2 separate regions of the Mus musculus genome follow, and region 2 is linked to region 1. Evidence: chromatin contacts called from public HiChIP or PLAC-seq data. All regions are on one chromosome and are shown on one strand. The core of a region is the stretch at or near the end of the contact, and the rest is flanking DNA. Distances in the headings are between cores, read along the strand shown. Region 1 overlaps Ppa2 (pyrophosphatase (inorganic) 2). Region 2 has its middle 40 kb from the start of Gm40153.

Region 1 (3,039 bases), core at 250-2,749:
GCCATGAGGTGGAAGCCAGCGTATGCCAGGGCCTTGTTCTGCCTCTGTAGAGCTACGCCGCCATTTCTGGCCCTTCCTACCTATCTGTCAAGTTCTTCACTCTCTGAAGTAGCAATTCTTCCTGATTGTGTACTGAGTGAATCTCTACATGTCGGAGCCAAACTCTGGGTTACAAAGACCTAAAAAACGCGTTTTTTTGTTTTGTTTTTTTTTCTTGTTATAAACTCCACTCTGTCATCAGCTGTGTAGAAATGTAATGTTTGTATTTCTATGTATTAATTTTTAATTACATGAAAATGTACGTGGGGGACCCTGGAGGAAGTAGGGACAGCTGAGAAAAACAGATGCCGGGTTAGGATAAACAGTCCTGAGAAAAGGAAGAGCAACATTGTTCTCCAGAGAGCCAGCCTCCCTTTGATGCAGCCAGACCACCCGCGTGGATGCAGGCTTGGGTAAAACTGGCACTCTGGAAATGGTGATTAGAAATGAGAGTGTTCAAGCCATGAGGGCACCCGCCTCGACTTCTTGGGTTTCTAAGTAGATGGTTCTCTTGGACCGAAGGGCGAGAGGTTGAAAACAGCTTAGGGGATTGTAGGAGAGGAGACCACATGGCTGAAAGGGGGGGAGGGGGGCAGAGAAGCTACTGATGAGCAGCAAAAACAGAGATAGGCAAAGCTGAGCAGTTCAGGAATAAGCTAATATCCATCGCTGAGCTGCTTCCTAGGGGTGATGTGCTAGGACACGGATGTGCACAGATGAGAGTCAGGCACGAGGTTCAGCAGAGTGATGGATGACTGAGCAGTGAGCTCGAGAGCCTGGCTGTCACACCACAGCCAGCAGTGTGACCTTGAACAAGATGCTCCACCTGTAAAGTGGAGACCGTGAATATCTACCCCCCGTGGCTGTGCTGAGGTACACGCAAGACTGTTTCATTAGACATGTGTGATGGACAGCGTTCCATGACCACTAGCAATTTTTCTGTCTGGAGGATTAGTGCTCAGTATAGAAGTTTCTTCCTAATGCTGCGACCCTTTAATACAGTTCCTAATGTTGTGGTCATTGCTACATCATGACTGTAAGTTTGCTACTATTTGGAATTGTAATGTAAATATCTGTTATGCAGGACATCTGATATGTGACACCTGTGGGGGTCGAAATCCACAGGTTGAGAACCTCTGGCTTTGTATCATTTCTTCCTTTTCCAAAGTTATTTACAGTTTGATTAGAGCCATTGACCACTAAGTCAGTGGTTACAATGTAGCGTGACGAGTGCCACTCACTAGCTTACTGATTCTGTCATTTTATTTCATTCAGAAAATAATAAGGCAAAGCTGGGTGTGGCAGCCCTGTCCCTGTCATTCCAGCGCCTGGGAGGCTGAGGCAAGAGGGTTACTGCCAGTTGGAAGCTGGCCTAGGTTATTTATACCAAGACCTGGTCTCAGCCCTATCCCGCCCCTCAAAAAGTTTAGCAAACTAACAAAACGCAGATCTACTAGTGAGACAGGAAGGGGTGCCAGATCATGACTGAAAACGAAAGGAGGATCTTTCTGTGGTTTTCTATTTAAAGACCAGGTGCCTCTTTTTCTTTTTCTTTCTTTTTTTTTTTTATACTGCTCTGGGTGTGTCTGAATTTTCAGGGTGTTCTTATCTGCCCTGCTTTGATTCTGTGACGTACAGTTGCCCTTTCCTGATTCAACTAAGCTGAACTGGACCTGTCTCTTAATTTTCTGTATGCTGTGCATTAACTAAGTTTCATGCTTCATCCTACATCCAAAATAATGTCTCAAAAATAAAGATCTGGCCAGGCGTGGTGGCACACACCTTTAATCCCAGCGCTTGGGAGGCCTAGGCAGGTAGTTCTCTGTAAGTTTGAGGGCAGCCTGGTCTACATAGAGAGCTCTAGGACAGCCAAGACTACACAGAGAGACCATCTCTACAGCAGAAAGGTCTGGTGATGTTTTTCCATGCGAGAACCTTTCTCTGGTTTCTTATTGGTAAGAGGATAAAGTCTGAAACTCTTAACCTGTCCCTTGCCCTACCTGACTGTCCCGTAGTCAGGGTTTCTATTCCTGCACAAACATCGTGACCAAGAAGCAGTAGGGGAGGAAAGGGTTTATTCGGCTTACACTTCCATACTGCTGTTCATCACTAAAGGAAGTCAGGACTGGAACTCAAGCAGGTCATAAAACAGGAGCTGATGCAGAGGCCATGGAGGGATGTTCTTTACTGGCTTGCTTCCCCTGGCTTACTCAGCCTGCTTTCTTATAGAACCCAAGACTACCAGCCCAGAGATGGCCCCACCCACAAGGGGCCTTTCCCCCTTGATCACTAATTGAGAAAATGCCTTACAGCTGGATCTCATGGAGGCATTTCCTCAACTGAAGCTCCTTTCTCTGTGATAACCCTAGCCTGTGTCAAGTTGACACAAAACCAGCCAGAAAACTGACTCTCCCCATGGCTCACTGGAAGACTCCCCCTTTTCTCTACTTCTTCTCCCGGAGACTGCCCAGCGTTGTAATCTCCAGGCCTCCACAGTACCTCTTCATTCAGCACACACTCCCTGGGGCTTCATACTTGCCAGAGCGTTCCTACCGGATGAGAAGCCAAGATCAAAGTCATGAAATTCTTTGGGAATTTTTAATCCACACGAAAAGTCAGACAGTCAACAGAGTGAAATGGCAGATGGGAAAAATATGAAAGAAGGTGCTGGAGAGATGGCTCAGCGGTTCAGAACACTGGCTGCTTCCAGGAGACTCAGAGTCAATTCTCAGCAACCACACGGTGACTCACAACCATCTGTAACTCCCAAGTCTCAGGGGGTCCAGACCCCTCTTATGATCTCCTGGGACACCAGCCACACTTACATATGTGTAGACTAAACACTCCTACACATAAATAAACAACATTAATCTTGAAGAAAGAATGTAAGAGAAGAGTAGAGCAGGGGATTGGGCTGTGGGGGTGTCAGGGGTGTTTCCATTCAGACAGCAAGAAGATCCCATGACTTGGCATTGTCTGAAAAAAGACCTCAGAGAAACA
Region 2 (3,039 bases), core at 162-2,661, 290 kb after region 1:
CTCCTTCATCAATCACTAATTAAGAAGACACCCTAGAGACTTGCCTACAGCCTGGTCTTATGAAGATAATTCTGCAGGTGAGGTTCCTTCTTCCCAGGTGTCTCTAGCATGTGTCAACTCGACATAAAACTAGTCCACACAACTGGCCACACAATTTCATCCTAATATTTTTCCACGTTCAGAATATCCACTGACTTGAGGGTATCTAAAAAGATCTCCCCCATGGTTGTTAAATCACCTTCTTTTGAAAGTATACCATGGACAAAATAAATGTCTTTCTGAGGACAGGTGCTTTGAAGGCGTGAGAAAGCAGAACAGTGCTGGTATGACCTCAGAGGCTAAGGGATGGATGCCTCGTGCCTCATAATACTTCTGAGAGGGCCTTTCCTGGAGGAAGCATTTAGTAGATGCTTACTGAATACACAGTGAGTCTAAATTAGAACAGAAAATCTATTTTTTAAAAATATTTATTTATTCATTATATGTAAGTACACTGTAGCTGTCTTCAGACACTGTGGAAGAGGAGTGTCAGATCTTGTTACAGATGGTTGTGAGCCACCATGTGGTTGGCTGGGATTTGAACTCAGGACCTTTGGAAGAGCAGTTGGTGCTCTTAACTGCTGAACTGTCTCTCCAGCCCCAGAAAATGTATTTTTAAAACTCCTTGCTATGGTGATTATCAGACAACTGTATCATCTCAAACATTTCTCTGCCTGCAGATGTCATCATGCCTTTCTCTTAATTTGGGAGATTTTATCATGTCTACCAGTGGTACTGAGGATTAATATCTGAAACCATTTCACTGGTTATAAGGCACTGAAACTATTATAATTAGGCACTGCCTGGGCACTCCTCCTTCTTGAGAGAGACATAGACCTTTGCCTTTTGTTCAGTTATTTCTCAGAATAGTATTCCTGTCTTGGCTCCTAAGTAGAAACTTGACTTGCTAGGCTTATTTCACAGTTGCTTCCATCCTTTGACTTCCTGTTTTCACAATGTGCCCGCCAACCAAATGTATCTGTGGTTTTAAAGCACGTGCCAATGGGACAGATATCAGGCAGAAAATGCATCTACACATCCCAAAAGGCCTCTGTTAAAATCAGTAAGATTGCACAAGGCAGGAACCTAAGGAACCATTCTACGAGAAGTGAATGGTCAGAAATTAGTTCATTCAGTGCTCTGTCTGAGCCTTAATAAGCCATGCCTTATCTCTTTGAGCCAGTGGGCAGCTTCTAATTGGTAAGGGTCCAAGGTAAGGCAAACACGTGGAAGGGGACCTCTCTGCCTGCCTTTATACATCAGCGAGATAGCCCTATCATACATCAACGGACGGCCTTCAAGTTGACAACAGGAAAAAATGTGACTCAGCTCATACAAAGGGGGAAGTCCTATGCTGGGCGCAGACAATGGCTCTGTCATTTTGCTGTGTTGCTGGGCTGTCGTCTCTGTGAAGATATGCAGGGCTGGGGACTCAGCCTTCTCTGAGACAGAGCATTTTAGCATCTAAGGTGGAACAGAGCAAAGGAAACAGCAGGAAACTTATGGTCAGGATGGTAAAGTGATACCTTCCAGTCAGTTGTACTTCATATAGCAATGAAAACAGGAAAGGGTCAGCACTGAGATAAAAGCATAAAACAATCCCAAAACCAAAACCCAAATCCAAAACCCCCACCTCCTTTGAATGATGGAGTCTGGAGAACAATAAAGGATGTATTCTGTGAAAGAGTCACTTATTTTTTTCCTCTTATATTTATATATTTATAATTCCCTCTGTAGAAGTACCAACCTGCTTATGGATGTAGAATATCATATGGCACTAAACAGTGTCTACATATGGTTCACATGTTATCTTGTCATCAGAGTTTTGGGGGAGACTTTTGAGACATACAGCTGAGGAGAATGTGTCTTTCTCTAGTATCTGAGTACTTCCAGCTTACATACAACACCACCACCAACTAGGGAGACCACAACTGTCACGTTCTTATCAGAAACCATGTTCCTAAGATAAGCCACTTTATGTGTGAGTTCCTGTGTGTGCAGCCACTTGTCTCTGCATGGATGGTCTGTTATTAATTGCTGCCCCAATGTGTCTTGTCACATCACCTTTTCCAGTGTCTCATTTGTCTGAATCTGCATTCTCTTCTGCTTCTATAGGCGAGGAGACTGTGGGGGAAGGTGCCCATTAGGCCCCCAGTGAGACACTGAGTTATTAACAGCAGCGAGAAGATTACCAAAACTTTTCAGGCCTTTGGAATTTGGTAGGAAAGACATTTACAACAATTTACAACAAATCATACATGAAAACATGACTTCTAAGTTTCAGTCTTTTGAAAAATAATGTTAATTTTTGACTTAGAGTGTGACAAATCTATTTTACTGTGATCTTTTAACTTGTGGTTATTCTGGTATGGGTGCTTGTGTAGTAGCCATGTCACAGTAGCTTGTTAAGGACAGTGGCCCCTCCCCCTTCTGCATTATCACCACCTTCACCTCTGTCTCCTTGGTACACTGTGCCTGAAATGTGTCAGTCATGTTTGTATCAGGCTTAGATCATTCAAACTTACTAAAGAGGAATGAATGAAGGTGTTCATTTAGGAAGTAGAGTGAGTTAGGAGGTTTTGTTTTGGTTTGGTTTTGGTTTTTGTTTTTTGTTTTTTGACAAGGTCTGACTTGGCTGGTCTAGAACTCTCCACAAGGCTGGCCTCCACCTCCTGAAAGTCTACCTGCCTCTGCTTCTTCCTCTCCAGCATTGAGATTAAAGGAGTCTGCTGCCGTGTCCCAATGATTACCTCTTGACTTAATTCTACCCACATATTTCCAGAACCTTCCTTAATCTCAGATTAGAGAGAAGGTCCCTGCCCCTCACCGGCTTCCCACTCTTCAGTGTGGCAGAGCCTCTCCTTTCTCTGTTCCTGTTCCCACTCGTTCATGTCCCATCGCAGTAACAAAATGACTATAGTCTTACTCACCAAAGCTATTGTGTGAGTCAAAAGCAAATACTCTGGCAAGTTGGGAAATTTACCACATCTTCTGAGCCCC

What was found. HiChIP or PLAC-seq counts read pairs in DNA pulled down with a chosen protein or histone mark.
Region 2: a contact with region 1 is called in a BATF HiChIP or PLAC-seq map of CD8 T cells, with 8 read pairs. The contact joins two enhancer-like sites. A contact is called at or near these places in 1 of 15 datasets of contacts at CTCF or cohesin (the G1E-ER4 cell line), 5 of 484 Hi-C or Micro-C datasets (the G1E-ER4 cell line, bone marrow-derived macrophages and group 2 innate lymphoid cells) and 5 of 115 datasets of contacts at active chromatin or transcription factors (the 230-238 cell line, CD8 T cells, Th17 cells and 2 more).

What each region holds. Positions count from the first base shown.
Region 1 is chr3:133,330,937-133,333,975 of GRCm38.p6, forward strand. All of the region lies in intron 5 of Ppa2 (pyrophosphatase (inorganic) 2), which reads left to right. Among named protein-coding and RNA genes, the nearest start is that of Ppa2, 22 kb to the left of the region's middle. Within about 2 kb of position 1,500, at least 76 of the 459 cell types and tissues checked have an H3K27ac peak or open chromatin away from gene starts, as enhancers often do. A contact at or near this core is called in CD8 T cells, Th17 cells and group 2 innate lymphoid cells, where this site is marked.
Region 2 is chr3:133,622,245-133,625,283 of GRCm38.p6, forward strand. No RefSeq gene overlaps it. Among named protein-coding and RNA genes, the nearest start is that of Gm40153, 40 kb to the right of the region's middle. Within about 2 kb of position 1,412, at least 87 of the 459 cell types and tissues checked have an H3K27ac peak or open chromatin away from gene starts, as enhancers often do. A contact at or near this core is called in CD8 T cells, Th17 cells and group 2 innate lymphoid cells, where this site is marked.